Linked DNA regions of Sus scrofa: region 1 is linked to region 2. Evidence: chromatin contacts called from public HiChIP or PLAC-seq data. All regions are on one chromosome and are shown on one strand. The core of a region is the stretch at or near the end of the contact, and the rest is flanking DNA. Distances in the headings are between cores, read along the strand shown. Region 1 holds the start of ST8SIA2 (ST8 alpha-N-acetyl-neuraminide alpha-2,8-sialyltransferase 2). Region 2 overlaps FAM174B (membrane protein FAM174B).

Evidence for each region. HiChIP or PLAC-seq counts read pairs in DNA pulled down with a chosen protein or histone mark.
Region 1: an H3K27ac HiChIP or PLAC-seq map of skeletal muscle shows a contact between it and region 2, with 6 times the contacts expected there. The contact joins the promoter of ST8SIA2 here to the enhancer-like site in region 2. A contact is called at or near these places in 16 of 47 Hi-C or Micro-C datasets (alveolar macrophages, brain, embryonic fibroblasts and 10 more) and 1 of 2 datasets of contacts at active chromatin or transcription factors (skeletal muscle).

Annotation. Positions count from the first base shown.
Region 1 is chr7:86,512,717-86,515,597 of Sscrofa11.1, forward strand. ST8SIA2 (ST8 alpha-N-acetyl-neuraminide alpha-2,8-sialyltransferase 2) reads right to left here and starts at 1,516. Exons shown (of 6, transcript NM_001315676.1): 1 at 1,419-1,516. The coding sequence starts at 1,516.
Region 2 is chr7:86,216,444-86,219,363 of Sscrofa11.1, forward strand. The region is part of intron 1 of FAM174B (membrane protein FAM174B); the gene reads left to right. Among named protein-coding and RNA genes, the nearest start is that of FAM174B, 36 kb to the left of the region's middle. Within about 2 kb of position 1,463, at least 9 of the 83 cell types and tissues checked have an H3K27ac peak or open chromatin away from gene starts, as enhancers often do. A contact at or near this core is called in omental adipose tissue, retroperitoneal adipose tissue and skeletal muscle, where this site is marked.

The sequences.
Region 1 (2,881 bases), core at 266-2,765, 300 kb after region 2:
GAGCTCGTGGGGAAACCGAGGTTGAGGAGGAGGGTTCTTTAAGAGCTGTGGAGTTCACAGAAGGAATTCTGGGGCTGCCAAGATGGGAAGGAGCAGGGAGAAAAGGAGAGCGAGAAGAGGCCCCTGCCCCAGGTTTGAGTCCTGAAGGCCTTGGCATCCTGGTCCAGGACTGGCATTTCCCTTATGAGAGACCTGTCAGCTCAGCGGGCCCTCAACTAAGGCTGATAAGTGAATGAAATAACAAATGGGACAAAGGAGGGGCGCACGCGGCTTGGGACTAGCGGAGGGTGCCTGGCTCAGCACTAGCGCCACGACGGAGGGACTTTCTGCCCACTCTACGACCTCACTTTCTCTTTGCCCAGGGCCAGGAGGCTCTCCAAAGGATCTCTCAGAACCCTAGCTGCCTCCCCACCTGCCCACCGCCGGTTGGAGGCTGGTGGTAGCGCGGAAGCAGTAAGGGGCCAGCCCCGGCTTGGGGTGCGAGAGGCTGTGGGGCGGGGCGCGAGTCTCAGCCTCCGCGACCCACAGCGGTTGCGTCCCGCGCGGTAAGTGGGACGCCTGGAAGTCCTACGCCGGGGCAGGGGCTCGCGGTCCCGCCCCTGGAGAGATCGGGAGAAAAGGGAGAGCGATATCACGCGTGCCTGGGCGCCCCCCGCCCCTCAGGATTAGCGGGCGGAGATACAGACTTTCCCCTAAAGGTCTCGATCTGTGCGCTGAGAGCGCACAGGAACCCGGGAGCACCAGGAGGTTAGCTGAGCGTCCAAAGCCAGGCGAGGGTGGGGAAGGGAGCTCAGCTCACTCCTGAGCACTCCGCCTTTAGCGGTGCCAGTCGGCGCCCCAACGCTGGGCTCCTGGGCAGCGCGAGGCGCGTGTGCGTATCTTTGTATACTGGGGACACGCTCCTTCCCAGGAGCCCATAAAGAGCCCCCGCCCTCCGCCTTGGCCCAGGGATCCCCTCCCCCAGAGCAGAGATCCCCGCGCGCCCCCTGCCCACTTTGCCAAGGCGAGAAAGCGGCCGAGCTGGAGACAAAGAAACTCCTGCCTCCTCCACTCTCGGCCCCTCCACCCGCCCCAGACACTCCCCGGCGCCCTCCCTCGACCCCGGAGACAACACGCGCGGACACACTGGGGAAGGGGTTGGGGGAGGTGGGCGAGTCTGCTCCCCTGTGCAGGCCAGCTGGAGGCTGCCAGTGCTCCCCGCCCGGGGACTCCCCACAGCAGCCGCGCCCCCGCCCTCCGCTCCGCAAACAGTCCCCGGCCCCCGGTACCACCACCCGGTCGAAATCGTCCCCCACCTCTCCAGAAGAGCGACAGGGGGGCGCGGCACACACAAAGAGGGTGTTCGGGGAAGATGCGGAGTACCAGGGCGGGGAGAGATCCCGCCAGGGCTCTGCACCGGCCCGGGCTCAGTTATTTACCCGATTTCTTCTTCGATCTCCGAGATGTCTGCGAAGATGAGGAAGACCACAAGCAGCGTGAGCGCAGCCAGCATCCAGCTCCGGAACTGCAGCTGCATGGTGGGTTCGCGCCCACCGGGACCCGCGCGGGCCGGCGCGAGGAGCTGGGGCTGGAGGGCGCAGCTGCAGGCGCCTGAGCCTCCGCGCGCGGCGCGCAGCGGGGCAGACACCCTGAGCTCCGGGCGAGTCCGGGCCAGCGGCGGCGGCGACAACGGCAGACAAGGGTTGCTCAGGCGCGGCAAGCCAGCTAGCTCCCTCTCAGCTCCCGCCCGCCCCTCTTCCCTTCTCCCCTCCCCTCCCTTCCCCCCGCCCCGCGCGGGGCTCCGCTCTCAGTTTGACAGCTTCGCTCCGCGCCTCTGCTCGCCTCCTCCCACCCCAGTCAACTCTAATGTCCAGCCGCCCGCCTTTGCTTCTCCCGCCTGGTTCGGAGGGCGCTGGGATGTGGCCGGAGCCGGCCACTCCCCGCCTAGGGAGGCTGGGCTCTGGGCACCGCGTGCGTCCGTGTACCAAGCTGAGCCCGGGGAAGAGCGCGCAAAGCCCGGCGTACCCTGCCGGCTGGCAAACGCCCTCCCTCGCCCGCTCTTTGTCCAGTGCCCTCGCTTTCTCGCAAAGTTTTCGCGATACAAAGACCAACACCTGGGGACAGCCCCCAGCACGGGACAAGGAGGTGGTTTCAGCCAGACAGATGTTTCAGCAGTTGACGAATTAGAAGGAGTAGTGGGGGAAGGGGAGAGGAGAAGACATATCCAAGACTGGTCAACTTCGGCGGAGATTCTGATTGCAATTAGTGGGCGAGGTGCTGGCCTGGGGAAAACCATCTCCTCCAGGAGGTCTTCTTCGTTTCCATTGTTAGACCCAAGGAGACTGGGTCCAGAGAAGCTCCCTGAGTTGCCTGAGGTCGTCTTGCAGCGGTGGTAGAACACTGGCTCCTGCTGGAGTGGCTGCGCCACCCACAATGAAAGACTTGTCCACTGGGCCATGGGGCCTTCGCGGTGTTAATTCTGAGCTGGACTTCACCTTCCCAGCTCTTGCTCTCTCCTGGCAAAATCAATACCACCCCCCCAACCCCCAACCTCGCGAGCCTCATTTCGATCTAAAGGTCTGCTAGAAAATATGGCTCCCATGAGGAGTAATGCTCCCCTCTCTCTGTGCCTAATATTTTATCTTTCTCCAGCCTTAGTCAGTTTAACTCAGATTACATTTTGCACCAACCATTAGCCCGGGGTGGGAAGGGCCCCATTAAGTTTTACCGGAATTAGATAATTACCTAAATTTTCTTTTTCTTGCACTAATTGCAACAATGCTGAAATCAGGGAATGTAGGTTCCCAGAAATGATCAGCTGGTTTATGAAAGTGTTCTTGGGGTCTGAGTGGGGGGAAAGTATCCTGTGTGAGAAGCTATGCAGAATGTCCTCCCTGGAAGA
Region 2 (2,920 bases), core at 213-2,712:
ACTTTTTTTGCTTTTAGGGCCGCACCCACAGCATATGGAAGTTCCCAGTCTAGGGACCTAATCAGAGCAACAGCTGCTGACCTATGCAGGATCTGAGCTGCATATGAGACCTATACCACAGCTCACAGCAGCGCCTGATCCCTAACCCACCGAGCGAGCCCAGGGATCAAACCTGCCACCTCATGGTTACTAGTTGGATTCATTTCCGCTGTGCCTCAATGGGAACTCCACAACTCTTGTTTTTTGATAATAGCCATCCTAGTGGGCACAAAGTGGCCTCTCACTGTGGTTTTGATTTACATTTTCTGGAGAAATTGATTTTTATTTACCAAAGTCACAGTCTTTCTTCAATCAAGAGCTTGTGCATTGTGGCCTGGTGGTTAAGTGCAGGGGTCCAGTGTATGACAGCTTGAGATTCCCGGTGCCCTTCTGTACAGGCTCTGTGATGTTGGTGAGTCACAGCTGCTCTGAGCCTCAATGTCTTCACCTGACAGATAGGGTTCATAATAATTCCTTCCACGTAGGTTGGTTGTAGGAATAAATGGCATTATGAGATAAGGCATAATGAGCTCTTAGCAGAGTTCCCGGCATGCAGTAAATGCTCAGAAATGGTAGCCCTGTATATAGAATGCCTAAAATGCATACAGCAGTTAACCAGGGAGGTGCTTAGGTTGATGTGGCCTCAGAGAGCCTGCCTTCCAACTCCTTTCCTATTTTTGCTTCTTCCCAAATCCTGTCCCCATGTGAGGCATCTTTAGCAAAGAGGAGCCGACCCTGACCCCTGCACTAAGTGGTTTCTAGGGTCCTTCTCAGTTCTGGGGTCCAATAGTGTCACTAGAGGTCACTGAGCTGGTTTCTGAGTCTCAGTTGGGTTCTGAGTCTCAGTTGGCAGAGCCCAGTGTCACCAGCACCTCCCTAGGATCCTGGGAGCCCTTTGATGACACATGGGCCAGGGTTCCCATCCTAAAGGCTCAGTTAGAAACAGACCAATGACACCTGGGGCTTCCATCAGCCCAGCTTAGCTTCCACGGCAAAAGATTCCTCCCTGGAGCAGGAAGGGTCTGCTGACTCTGGGAATATGAGCGGGCGGGCTTCACAGGGAGACAAAGTGTTATCACTACTGAAAACATGGAGTGATGCTTGGAGGAAGTGGGTCATCTTGAACTTCATTAAGTCTTTTTGCCCTTTGCAGTTTGAACAGAGCGAGAAGTATTTTGAAAGAGAGTGCAGCAAGTTCACCGAGAAGTCAGGAAGCTTGGGAGGAGACAGGCTGGGGCAGGACACGGGACCTTTTACTTCCAAGGAGCCAGTGATAAGTTTTCAGGATGATTGGTTTTTGGATCTCCGCCAGGAGGTTTCTGTTTACTGTGCAGAAACAATCCTTACAGGAAGAGATAGTATCTGCACAGGGCAATTAGGGATCAGCAGAAAGAGACCAGCTCTCCGAGGAGGCTCAAGCTGGGGAGGGCCAGGCTGCTGGGCAGAAGCAGAGAGGCCAAAGGAAGGGCTGGCCCAGGGCACATAGGGACCTCTCATGAGACTCCCCAAGGCATGATCCAGGCTCCTTGAGGTGCTTAGGTTATTGTTGGGAAGGGTGGGTTGATTAGGGTCAAGAGCCAGTAGCCAGGAGAATAAACGCCGTACAAGAGCCCTCAAAGGGCATCCTATGTTGTCTCCATGGTGACTGCCGACAGAGAACACATGGGGGTAGCCAGTTGGAATGGGGTCACTAGCACCCCTTCCAGGACAATTGTCCCAGGGAAAGTCCCCAAACTCTAAGTGGTGGAACTGAATTTTTCTCATTTTGTGTGAAGCCAGGAGTCTTGAGAAGCCTCCAGGACGAGCTACCCTTTGGAGCCTGGAGTTTGGTTTACCAGCCTGGGCAGGGTCACCGACTGGGGACACACAGTTACCATCTCTTGTTTCCACTCAGGAAGATAATCGGCACTTCCTCCAGGGTCAGCCGCTCACTGCTCTGCAGAGAACATTAAAAGTATCCATAAAAGAGACATCGCAGATTTTGTTGGTCGTAAACCTCAAAGATGAATTTTCCTACCACATTTTATGAGTATGGGTTTTAAAGCCTTCCTAATGCAGGGCTGCCCCTCTCTAGTGCCCATGAACTTCCTCCTGGGGTGATGATTTGTGTGGTTAACTCAGCCAGGAGAAGACCTCATGATGACTCCACATATGGGGCTGAAAGATGATTATCTTTTTTTCCCACGGTGGCAGAGGGGAGATGTTGCTGTCTTAGTGCAAAGATGGGATCCTCTGGGGAACCAGGTTGGAGATACTTTGCAAGCAGGAGGTACCGTGGTCCCCAATAGTATCCAAAGACCTTGAGGGTTAGAGAGAACAGACAGGATTAAGATGTGGATTTTGAAGAGAACTCTATGAAGGGAATGAACAAAACCATAGACTGTTTGAGCTGGACAAAGCCTTGGGGAACATTTGCCCCAGTTTGTTAAACTTACAGATGGGGGCACCAAAGCCTGATCACATGTGAGGTTTCACTCAAGGTTATCCAGCAACCTCTAACACTTAAAAATAATTCTTTAATTACCAAAGCAAAGTTTCTTTTGCTAAGTGGGGCAGTTAAATGAAACAAGCCTTCATTTGTGGCCTAATAATAACCCAAAAATTTTCTCCTGCCCTAAATTAAGAAATCTCATTAAGGAATGGGGCTTTTGTTCTGAAGAAGCCACAAAGCATGGCCTGTTTCCCCCCTTGCTTAGAAGGACAGCAGCAATTACAGCTTGTGGCTTAGGCAATGATTTTCCGTGCCTTCTCTGTGCTTGTGAGAGATTAGAGTCATTAATGAGATGCTAATGATCCAGCTCCCAAACTTAACTAGAGTTCACTCTGCCTTTGCTAGAAGAGGCACAGAGACCTGGTTTGTTTATTTGTTTTTTGTTTTCCT